Regions from separate parts of the Mus musculus genome. Here region 1 is linked to region 2. A link is a contact called in public HiChIP or PLAC-seq data. All regions are on one chromosome and are shown on one strand. The core of a region is the stretch at or near the end of the contact, and the rest is flanking DNA. Distances in the headings are between cores, read along the strand shown.

What was found. HiChIP or PLAC-seq counts read pairs in DNA pulled down with a chosen protein or histone mark.
Region 1: a contact with region 2 is called in an H3K27ac HiChIP or PLAC-seq map of embryonic fibroblasts, with 6 times the contacts expected there. The contact joins two enhancer-like sites. A contact is called at or near these places in 2 of 484 Hi-C or Micro-C datasets (cortical neurons and embryonic fibroblasts), 1 of 115 datasets of contacts at active chromatin or transcription factors (embryonic fibroblasts) and 2 of 9 other capture datasets (embryonic stem cells and liver).

The regions. Positions count from the first base shown.
Region 1 is chr5:31,983,100-31,989,106 of GRCm38.p6, forward strand. The region is part of intron 7 of Babam2 (BRISC and BRCA1 A complex member 2); the gene reads left to right. The region is part of intron 1 of Gm52770 (a long non-coding RNA gene); the gene reads right to left. Among named protein-coding and RNA genes, the nearest start is that of Gm52770, 13 kb to the right of the region's middle. Within about 2 kb of position 2,137, at least 102 of the 459 cell types and tissues checked have an H3K27ac peak or open chromatin away from gene starts, as enhancers often do. A contact at or near this core is called in embryonic fibroblasts, where this site is marked.
Region 2 is chr5:31,627,930-31,634,094 of GRCm38.p6, forward strand. The region is part of intron 7 of Rbks (ribokinase); the gene reads right to left. The region is part of intron 2 of Gm38424 (a long non-coding RNA gene); the gene reads left to right. Among named protein-coding and RNA genes, the nearest start is that of Mrpl33, 17 kb to the left of the region's middle. Within about 2 kb of position 2,357, at least 145 of the 459 cell types and tissues checked have an H3K27ac peak or open chromatin away from gene starts, as enhancers often do. A contact at or near this core is called in embryonic fibroblasts, where this site is marked.

The DNA.
Region 1 (6,007 bases), core at 887-3,386, 350 kb after region 2:
ATTAGCCAAAACTGCATGCACGCCAAACCAAAACAACAGCAAAAATACCGACATTCATTTTATGAACTGCTTAATTGCCCATGTTAGTCACAAAGATCAAATCACTGCACGTGCTCCGCCTCTAAGTGCTGTTTTCCATGCTGATGAGCACGAGCCAGCTGTCATTAAACATCAGCCCTAGCACAGTATCCTAAAGATATCAAATGTGACTTCTCAACGTCCCAGTTGGGATTGTGGCATCTTACGTTAGTGCCCGGATGCTTTACTTGTTGGGCACATGTTTTTAGTTAGCTGGCAAAACGTCAGTTGATACAGGCCCATCTGTGTTAACTACAGATTCTCACATGTTGTAAGGGTCCCAGAGCCAGACCTGCACTGCTGCTAGCAACATAGATGGAGCCATTTTGGGTTAGCTTGGTTTCCTAACAGAGCCTAAAGAACCCAGAAACTTGTTCATACTCGCTAGGTAAGTATCTTCCCACTGATCTGGGTCCCCAGCAGTGTCTAAAATGTTTGCAAGCAAATTGCTTCTTTGGTTTATTGGATTTAAGACTTTCACTTCTAATGCATGATGTTTCTCTCGGGACAGGTTAGAAGAAAGTGGGAATCTAGCTTAGTGGTAGACTGTCTACTTAGTACAAGTGATAGTTTGTTAAATAAAAACATGAACCAATGAGTTTAGGCACTGGCATCAATAAGTAAGTAAAAAAAGAACCATGCCTAAGGATGTCAGGACACTGCATGGGCCTCTGTGGATAGCCCAGAGCTCCAGAAACTTAGGAGATTTGACTGGAATGTCATAGGGAAACAAACAGTCCCATGCTAAGTACAAGTTAACAGGAAGACCAACATTTTGTTGCTTCATTTTCCTATAAAGTTCTGGGTTGCTGAGTAAAGCAGAATTCCAATGCTTTGACACACCACCACATTGTTAAGATAGGCAGGATTTGATTATGGGAGAACAAGCCCCCAAAATGGTCATTACACACACACACACACACACACCCTAAGGTCTCCCTTGCTTCCTTCTCAAGGCAATGTGTGGTTGCAATTCCTCCATTTGATGTGGTTCATCCCTCGGTGCCAAACAGGGTAATGTGGGAAAATGATGACACAGCAAAAAATGAGGGTGGCAGTGACCTGCTTAGTAACAAGAGAAATAAAACAGATCTTAGAAATTGAGGCCAAAAATACCTGCTTCTCCACACAATAAGGAGAAAGAAACACAGAGTTTTTCTGTCATAGGAAACGACTAGGCTCTGCCAGCAGCTGGCACCTTATAGACCAAGCAAGGGCAAGCCAGGAAAGCCACAGGCTGGTTGGGGTAGGTGAAAAGGCAGCTGCCTGAGAAAGGGTGTGGGTTCTGTAGATCAAGGGTGTGGAGCGCCAGGGAAGAGAGAAGGGAAGCCAAGGCTGCCTTCCGGCCTAGGCACGGAACATGCTTGCAACATTTTATCATTTCAACACCATGCAGGAGGTGAGGCCTAAAAAAGCGTCACAGTTTAAAAGAAGCAAAAGATGTCCACGCAGGAGTGGGTTCTATTTATTTACAACTTTACGGCTGGACAGCTTTTCTACTGTGTGGTTTGTGACTACCCAAAGTGAAATTTTTTGAGTTTCAAAATTATCTCTTTTTGCACTGAGAAAAGAGCATATATGATTCATCTTAATATTGCCGAGGATCAGTCAGCAGCTAACAGCTAGTATTTTGGGTGGGAGGCAGGCTTCTGTAGGCAGCTTTTTCACCTAACATAGATGTAAAAAACACCAGAATATGCCTCAAGCTTCGTTCGGAATCATATAAATAGCTCGCTCTTGCACAGTTACAATCTAATGCGATCGTAAGAACTCCCACGGTTCATGAAGTGCCTGATGTGCCCCTCACCCAATGCCTAAAGAAGTCGATAGAGGAATGACACTAACTACCCCAGTGGGGTACCAAAGACACCTGACAAAGGGGCCTGCTTTTGTTTCTGCTAACATCCTCATCTTAGGCTTTTGCCTGTGTTTCCTCCTGGATGTTTCTGTTTTGGTTTTTTTTTTTTTTTTTCCAGCCTCTGTAAAACCCTCAAGTCATTCTGAGTCAAGAGACAAGCTATAGGCACTGGGCAGATCCAGCCAGTGGCTGGTAACGTGTGGCCCACCAGCTCTGAATAATCTTTGCATTTTTCTGGTTAGAAAAGCATTTAAAGAATGATGTTTCATAACTTGTAAAAACTGTATGGAATTCAATTTTCTGTAGTCATAAAGTTGCGTTGGTGCATGGCCATGCACATTCATTTACACATCTTCTAAAGCAGCAAGAGCAATATTTATTAACTGACTGTACCAAAAATGTTTACTAACCCCAACACCCTTAAAAATCTTCCTTTCCATAGTAACTATTTGAGGAAAAGAATACAGACATTTATAGACTTTGAATGTTTATTTGGGAAGTTCAACATTGTCATTTGACACAGGTAGAGTGTCCTCTATCTGAAATGTTTGGGACTAGAGTGTTTCAGGTTTGTTTTTCAAATTTTAGAATATTTCCATATGCATAAAGGTCTATATTTGAGATAGGATGCAAGTCTAACAGGAAATTTATTTATATTTCATATGTACCATATACACAGAGCCTGAAATTAATCTCATATAATAGTTTTAATGTACCTATGGGTTTGTGTCTGTGTGATGTGTTTGTGTGTGTATGTGCGTGTGTGCTTACATATACACTTATGTGTATGTATGATTTATGCATGATAAGAGACCAGGAGAGAAAGTCTGCCTTAATCTCTTGAAACAGGGTCTCTGACTCTACCTGGATCTAGACTGGTGGCCAGCAAGCTTCCATGGTTCTCCTGTCTCTTTCCCCTGCAGCACTTGGGCCACAGGCATGTATGGCCATACCTAGTCTTTATACGAGAGCTGGAGATTTGAACTAGGGTTTTCATACTTGCCCAGCAAGCTCTTGTAACCCCTGACCTATCTCCCCAGTCCTATGCCTGTGTTTTAACTGTAACCCATTCTGTAAGATTGGGCATGGAATTTTCCACTGGGAAATCAATTGGCACTTATAAAGCTTCCAGTTTTGCAGCATTTTGGATTTCAGTTTTTCAGATTAAGGATATTCCATTTGTACTACAGATATTTATTGGAAACCGAATGCAGCTTGCCATTATTGTTTTGGGTGTTACACACCTAAACAAACTCAGCAAAGTTCCCCATTCTGAAAGAGTTTGCCTTCTAATAAATGACAGTCAGGAAAGTCAGTGACAAATTAGCATAGCAAACAGAGTATCTGTCAGAGGTACAGGCCTTAGGAAGAAGCAGGACAGAACAGAGAACAAGCAGAGGTAAAGAGCCTCTGTCAGAGACCTCAGTGAGTGCCTGGGAAGCAAACAGTGAGGCAGTTCCAGACTAGCAGTGAGCCAGGTGGGCGATGCTGGAAAGTTGGGAATGGCTCCTTGGGCTGTAAGAGGAGAGACAAGGATGGGTAGCTGAGGCTTTTCATTCAGGAACTAAAAGGCAAGAGTTGCTATTACTAAATTAGGCTTTGCTGAGAACAGTTTGCTCGAAGTATATTATCTATATCAGACTATAGTATAACTCTGATCTAGAGTTATAAATTTGGAAATTGTCAGTATAAAGGGAAAAGTACTTAAGTATTAAGGTTGCTTGGTATTCATTCTAAAAGCCTGAGTTCTTTATCTCTAGGATCTTTCTTGCTGTGTGTATGTGTATGTGTGTGCGTGTGTGTGTGTGTGTGTGTGTGTGTGTGTGTGTGTGTGTATTTAAACATGGTCTTTCTTAACCTCAGATTTTGTTTCTAATTTATCATGTGTAGGCATCTGGATCTATCATTGTTTTTCTTGCTTCTTGCTAACTAGGTACAGCCTGACTGGCTAGTCTGAAATAGGAGTTATGCCTGCCCCCTCCTCTATGTCTCTGTCTCTTTCTATCTCTGTGTGTGCCTGTCTGACTGTCTGTCTGTCTCTGTCTCTCTGTCTCTCTCTTTGTCTCTCTCTCTCTGTCTGTCTCTCCCCCCACCCCCAGTGGGACAGAAGGCTATTATGTATGGCCCAAGACACATGGTCTTCCATCTACAATAATTTCTAGCTTTTCATATATCATTGTGCCTTGTTAATTAGGTTGTTTGTTTGTTTGGTATATATGTGTCTGGTTCCCTGGAGTATGTTTGTGGACCATGTTCATTCAGCTGCCCATGGGGGCAGAAGAGAAGAGGGTGAAAGTGCCTCTAGGACTGGAATTACAGATGGTTGTGCGCAGTCCCATGTGGCTTCTGGGAACCAAACCTGGAAGTATTTTTAGTTGCCAAGACACCTCTGGAGCCTCCCCTGCCTTGTTTTTGGTGGTATTTGTTTTGCTTTGGCTTTGGTTTGGGTTTGCAGGGCAGAGTCTCATCATGTGGTTTGGGCTGGTCTGAGACTTACTGTGTAATCCAGTGTGACCTGAAGCAGTTCCTTTGAGACACTTGTGATGCTTCTGGGATGGGAGGCAGATTTGCTCACCCATCCTCTGCCTGTGCCCAGTGACTGTGTACATGGTCAGGGTGAAGAACAGAAGCAGCAGCAGGTGTGTGCTGCCCCGCCTGAGTGGGCTGGGAAAGTGCCAGTGTCCAGACCCCATCTCAGACGTGCTGGATCCAGTGCATTCATGGCCTGCGCTAGGGTAGGACCTGGGTTTGTGAATATTTAACAAGCTCCCTAGATTATTCTTAAGCAAACAGAAACTACTAGTGTGGAGACACTTTGCAGACCCAGTTTTGTTTCCAGTTCCGGTAGGTTCTCTCCATTTGCCATCTCAGGCTGCTCCTCTGCCCCTGTCTCAGCCTCACCCACTGCATAAAGCCAGGGGAGGAATCAAGCCGGAGCAGCGTGTAAATGAGTTCGTATGTGAAGAGTGGCAGTGCCCGGGGTAATCGCATTTTCTGGTGTGTTTTCACTTTTCTATGGAAGCCAGGCACCAGGTGACTCCACACTAGTGAGCACAGGGGTGGGCAGTGCATGTGCATGTGCACGCCATTCCTGTGGAGGAGCCTTTGGAAAACACAACTGAGCAGGAAGCAAGCACACACCTCTCCTTTGAGACAAAGTTACCTCTTATTCTCTGCATCTGTCTTTGGATGACCTTAAAACCTCTGGGGTTTTGTGACGTGAGGAGTTGGAAAGATGAATTGGGCTTGAGTAACTATTGAATACATTGATTTTTTTTCCAATAAAAATGTTTCAGAGGTAATTCATAGGAAAAGGATCCTGGCCTCACACAGTGGAAGAGCATTAAACCCACTCTGGGGCAATTGAGATTTGTACATTTATATTAAAATAATGGTAAATTCACTCATACTTGACCAGTAGTATTTGAAAGTAGTTTTATATAAAAACATTGTGGTGAAATTACCTACAGGTCATAGGCCAGAGTTAGGGCTGCAGCAGAAGGAAAAACTTTCCCAGACTTCCCCTGTTGGGTCTCTAGTGGCCAGGCATCTTCTAGCAGTCTCTGTCTCACTAAGAAAACATCTGCCGGGGAGGCGGCCTAAGCCACAGCAGCAGCGGTCACCATCTTGGTCCGAGACCCGCCGAACTTAGGAAATTAGTCTGAACAGGTGAGAGGGTGCGCCAGAGAACCTGACAGCTTCTGGAACAGGCAGAAGCACAGAGGCGCTGAGGCAGCACCCTGTGTGGGCCGGGGACAGCCGGCCACCTTCCGGACCGGAGGACAGGTGCCCACCCGGCTGGGGAGGCGGCCTAAGCCACAGCAGCAGCGGTCGCCATCTTGGTCCCGGGACTCCAAGGAACTTAGGAATTTAGTCTGCTTAGGAGGAGGTCCAAATACAAGATATCTGCGCACCTTCCCTGTAAGAGAGCTTGCCAGCAGAGAGTGCTCTGAGCACTGAAACTCAGAGGAGAGAATCTGTCTCCCAGGTCTGCTGATAGACGGTAACAGAATCACCAGAAGAACAATCTCTAAACAGAGTCAACTATAACTACTAACTCCAGAGATTACC
Region 2 (6,165 bases), core at 1,107-3,606:
CTGAAGTGGGAGGTCTGAGCCTACTGTGGGCGCTGTCACTGTGAACAAGCCATGAAAAGAGAGCCAGGAATCAACACTCCGTCATTGCCTCTACTTCAACTCCTGCCTCTAGGTTCCTGTATCGAGTTCCTCCATGCTGGGCTGTAACCTGTGAGCCAAATAAAAATGCTCTCCTCCCTAGGATGCTTTTGGTTGTTGTGGTTATCAATCACCTCAGCAGAGCAGCACACAAGGGCTTGGTGGTGTGGGGGGGGAGGTGGGTTTTGAAGGCTAGTGGTGTAGGCAGCGCACTGGCAAAGCTGCTCGGATGGCTTCAAGGCCAGGACCTGAGAGGGGAGAATTTTGACAGACAGGGCCAAGCTGGATTGGGGGGAGGGGGGCTCTGCTGCTGGGCCTGAGGCAGTGTTGCTCTGTGGAGGCTGCTCTCTTGTTTCCCTCCTTCCTTTCAGACCACCTTCTCTGGCCAACACCCCACGTATCCACTCCCTCCTCTGCTCCCTGCCTTCCTGGGGCTCTTGTCTAAGATCATGGTTCTGTGCCATCAGTGAACTGACCCAGTTCAGACCCAGTCTCTGAGGGCTGTCTGATGAAGGTGGGAGCTGGGAAGGAAATGCTTAAAGATGGTAGACTACTACCCCAGCACGGCACCCTCACTTGAACCACGAGCTGGCTGGCCGCAGTACCTGGTTTTCTTTTCTTCCCTCATTGTCAGGCTCTTCTGGGCCTCCTGGATGTTACTTCTTGGATGTTCACTAGGATCCCTGGAGGAAGGCACAGTTCAAACTGTGCTCTATGTTGTGCAAGTTGCATTGCACCCGAGTGCCTGTGAGTGAGTGAGTCACACAAAGCCGAGAGGCCATGCAGTGAGGCATCTTGTGATTTTCAGTGTCTTGGAGGCCTGCAGCAACCCTGTGCCATCCTCAGGTTAAAGCTGAGGAAACTGATTCTCCTTGGTTCAAGGCATGTCAACAACTCTTCGATATTTAAAGAAAAGGCAGCGCTCACAGGCACAGTTTTCAGCGAGGTCATCTGTGTGGGACTCCAGTGACATAGCAGGACTGCCACCTCTTTATGACCTCGATTGTGCTAGGGTGTGGATGACCACTTGCATGTAATTCTGCACTACAGTGGCTCAAGTTTGCTGTGGAAACCTTACAGGGAAGGCAGACATTGCTTAGTCTTGTCTAGGGAAGGGTTTAGGAAGGACAGGCGGAGAGGCTTTCTTGACTGCCTGTGGGAAGAGCTTGTGTCAGGGATAAACACGAAGATCATGAATCTCTCCCTGTGCCCTGCATGCGATACCGTGTTGGTTACTTTTGCATCACTGTGACCAAAGAACTGAGTAAAAGAGGAGGAGAGGGTTGTTTTCCTCATTATTCCAGGGCTGGGGCAGGGGTCCGTAAGGACAAGAAAAGCACTTCATGGTAGGAGTGTGTGGCTTGACATAGCCTTCAAAGGCCTGTGCCTAGCAACTCACCTGCTGGCCTGGCTGTTTGTCCTCCAGGTCCTCTGTGCCACCCCCTGGGGGACAAGCACTCAGAATGTGAGTGTGAGGGGACCAATTGGATTCAAATCACAGCAGGTACCATTTCCTCTATGCTTGCCACAGGAGCAGAGAGTTTGAACTAGATTGCCTCAGGCAGGTGTGGGGGAAGAAGGGGACAACAGAGGAATTGTTGTTTTCAGGGGATAAAGGCTGAGAAGGACAATCAGAGACTCTTTACTGCTGAGGGAGGAACAACAACCAGGAGGGACTCAACAGGAAGGAGAAAATGCAGGAAACTGAGGAAGGTAAGAAAGATGGAGAAGATGGGAGGAAACTGGCCATGGCCAGAGCAGGCCTGGGGGTTTCAAGCAGGTACTGTCGTCCTGGGAGTGAGAGGCTGAAGTGTAACAACAGAGATCAGAAGTCACCAGAGCTGAGGCTACCTGGAAACTATGGGAGGGAGGGAGGGAGGGAGGGAGGGAGGGAGGGAGAGAGAGAGAGAGAGAGAGAGAGAGAGAGAGAGAGAGAGAGAGAGAGAGAGAGCACATGCCATTCTAAGAATGCCTCATCTTACAGGAGGGGGGTACCAGCAATGAAACAGGCTTATAAGAGTCCTAGTTTGTCAAATTCCAGATGACAGAAAATGGGTGAGTTGGAAGGAATGACAGATATTAAATGTGGTTGGGAAAATCCCCAAGGTAAAACACTTGCTGGGCAGCACCGCAGCTCCCGGGTGATCTTGCGAGAGTGATGTCAGCCCTGAGGCTTCATCTGTTAGGAATCTGAACCCACATGGCATGATTCAGAGGCCAAACTGCCCGAGCCACCCGAACAGAGCCCCCACATTCCTCCTGGATGTCTTCACACATTCCATCTGACAAGTAGATACCACTTGCTTTTCTTTTCAAGGCCTCTCCCTCCATAGAGCTATTCAGAGCCCACACTGCAGGCTGAATTCCTTAGTCTGCTTGTGGTTTCAGAAATGGCTGAAACATGATGACACACCATTTCTTTTTCAAGGATTTGACTAGGGGCTCAGGAGAGAGCAGATGTAAATTGTCAGGGTCCCCACTACCTTCTACATGGTGCTGGGGGCCAGATTTGCTCTAGAGCACTCGGGTCAGCCCTGCTCTCTGCATTTGGTTCGGAATGGAATTGCCTTCCAGGGATCATTTTAGGGAGCTGCCTCAGTTGCTCTAGGCTGGCCTGGCAGTCAGGCCTACCCTCCTCTGGCACTGATGTCTAAGCATACACTTCTGCCTCCTTCCCCTGTCCAGGAGCTGAGGCATGAGAACCTGATTGGGTTTAGGCATCCCAAACTTCAGGGACACCATGCAGAAGGACCTTTTAATCTCTCTTCAGTCTCTTTGTTACCTCAGTCATCTTTTAGGGATGGTGAGTGGGTTGCCTTCTCACTTGTATTGAAGCCTCTCTGCCATTTGAAAAACTCACAACTGAGATGTTTTCTCAAGTGGAACCATGCACAAATGGGGTGGGGTCAGACAGATCCAAAACCCCCATTTGACTGATGTACTGGTTGTGTGATCTCTGGCAGGTTGTTCAGCTTTTCTGCATCTATTTACCTGTATGATGGGACTGTTGTAGCTACTAATTCAGACAATGTCAGGGGGTCCAGGAGAGCCTGGCAGAATGGGTGTTCAACACAGCAGGGCAGACTACATGGTATATCAGAGGCCATTTCTTTTACATGTAGTAGAAACTCATGACCTAGATGAGTGGGGGCAGACAAGGTTCCAGGAACAGAAGGGGTCACCATCATAGGGACTCCATCCTTTGAGAGTTAGAGCAAGGTTGATTTTCTGTTCCCAGCTCAGAGGAGAAGAGTCAGAGGGCTTGGAAGGGGTAGAAGCTAGTATCCTAGAGCCCCTGATTATGCAGGCCAGGATGTAAAGAGCTCCAGCAGTGGCCATCAGAATTTCCCCGGAACTTTGACCTTCACTCCGCTGTGGGCTAGGTGAGGTTCTCCATGAACCCTTTAGTGAGTTCATGAGAATCTGAAAGGAAATAAACCTTGAGACCTGTGATTCATGTAATTTATGTCAAATAGCCCAAAGAGTTGTTTGTGAGCTTTGAAACCTGGGGCTGAGAACATAGCAGAACAGGCTAGGACATGCCCGGGCAGGCCTGTCGTTACATGTCCTGACTGGCCTAGTGCCTCCCTATCTCCCGCCCTTCTGACAGTCTGTTAATGTTTAAATGGACCAATCATGTGAAACCGCGCCAATTCCTCCCCCAGCCCCACCCCTTTTCTATAAAAGTCCCTAGCTTCCAAGCCTCAGGGTCGAAACCACTGTCTCCTGCGTGAGATAAGTTTCGAACCGGAGCTCTGCCATTATGGCTCCACCATGTGGTCAGCACCTCTGTCTCCTGCGGGAGATACGTGTAGGCCTGGAGCTCCATCATTAAACTACCTCATGCTTTTACATCAAGATGGTCGTCTGTTCGTGATTCTTGGGTGCGTGCCGAACGAGAATTGAGTGGGGGTTTCCCCACTAGGTTCTTTCAAATCAAGTAACGGGAGTAGAGTGGACAGTCCTGGGGTCAGTGCAGAACTGGGGAAGCCAGGCAAGGCTCAGACATCCCTAGGGGATAAGGAGCAGAGGCTTTAGGAAAAGTCAAAGCCAAGAGAGGTGGGGCTGGAGATCGGCTCAGAAAGGGGGCTTCCCATGGCAATGACCGACATCCTGGACCTCCACTGCACTATAGCTTGGTAGAACACTCTGCTCTCCATGGCTGAGCAGATGCTGTCACTGCCAGGGAGAGTTGGAGCAGAGCTCAAAAGGTGGCTGAGCAAGCCTGGGCTAAGAGTCTCCTAGCAGCCCTGGAATCTGAGGTCAGGGCTCATCGTGGTGAGCAGAGCCATCAGGCTTCAGGGTTCCCTTCCCCATGTGACGGGTCAGCTCTAGCTGCTGGGGTGAGCAGGGAAACTCAGCTGAGGACTTTTCTTTCATACAGGGTATGGGTTCCCAAGTGGTTGGTGTCTCTTTAAAGAGGGACAGGAAGTCTAAATGTGCAGATGAGTATATTTGCTGGCTCAATATTTCACGCGGAAAAGAAGGGTGAGGAGGAAAACATTTACAAGGTTCTTTGGGGCAGGGGGTGACAAGAGTACATCTGAGAAATACTGAGGGGAAGGCCTCATGCTCTGAAGGGCAAGTGGGCTAGACAGGGTCTTTGACGTGTGGGTTACCCTAAAGGCAAACACTATTGCAAGGCATAGTGGGTAGCTGTTGGTGGTTCCCTGCTGTCTTTCCATTGAGCCAGACGTTCTAACATGGTTACCAGTGAACACTGGGAAGTCTCAAAGCCTCAGAAGAAGGCATTTAGGAGCAGATGGGGACCAGGAAGACTGATACTATATCCCAGGCACAACAGTGCAAAGGCTCCACCTGGGTAGGCAGTGAGCTCTCTGGTGGACTGAGCCTGAGATAGGCTGTTTGTGCAAGAGCTCAGTTCACAGCTCCCACCGGAAGGGATCCCTCTCCTGTTATCAGCTCATGTTTATCTCAGGGGGATGAGATCTCGTCCTTCCCCAACCTCAAATGTCCCACCTTCCCAAACCAGATCAGTTTATGAACATCATGACAGCCAGCCAGAACCCAGATTTCTTCTCTGTAAGTGTAGCTGATCTCCACTCTAAATAATCTGCAGGGAACATGACAATTTATTATATCACAGATGTCCATGTCCATGCCCCTTTGTGATAAATGTTAATGATTAGGCTGAGATAATCCACCTTAAAAATACTCTTATTTTATGGCCAAATATAAAATATAGTCCAAATGATCAGAAGTTCACATTAATCAAGCACTAAGATTTATTCCTTGGTTTCTATAATCAGCTTGTCATTTGATGCGTGTGTGTGTGTGTGTGTGTGTGTGTGTGTGTGTGTGTTGGTAGTGATGGAACCCAGGACCTCTACCACTAACCTATACCCTCCTCCCACAGAAAAATACAACAAATAAACAAACAACCTCTCCCCAGATCTTGACTCTGGGATATAATTCATACAGCACACTGTTCACACGCTTAAGGAGTACAGCTGGCTACTCTTCAGTGTAGACATGGCCAAGCAACCAATAACATAGTCTAATTTTAGACGTTTTCACCCCCCTTAAAGAAACCTCATCCAGTCACTGCCCTCTGGTCTCATCTACTTTCTGTCTCTACAGACTTGCTGAATATATACACAGTTTAGAGTAGAATAATCTCATAGTTTAATTCTATAATTAACCGATGATTTATTACTTCATAGTTAGGCATAGTTTTGGTGTAGTTCCTATGAAAGTGAGGCTGCTTTTGATCCAGTGGGAACTAGTTACAAAAACTTCATTCCTAAAAAAACGCTGCAGAAAAGGTTGTTTTCTTCTTCCTCAGAGATTTTTACCAAAAGCCTGTGATGTTTCCAGATTAAACTAGAAACGTGCCAGAGTCTGCTGTGAGACTTGCTATGGTGAAGCTGTGTGGCCATTAATCTCAAGGGAAAGCCACCTATGCTCTTCAGCATTAACATGGTCAGTCTTCCTTCCTGTAGCCTTGGACAGCTTGAGGGATCTCTGACTTTCTGCTGCTTAAGAGGTGCTGTTAAGATAAATGCTCAGCTTCCTTCTGAAAAGTCAAGACTCCAGTGCACAGGTCTGAGATGGAATGCTTCAGGT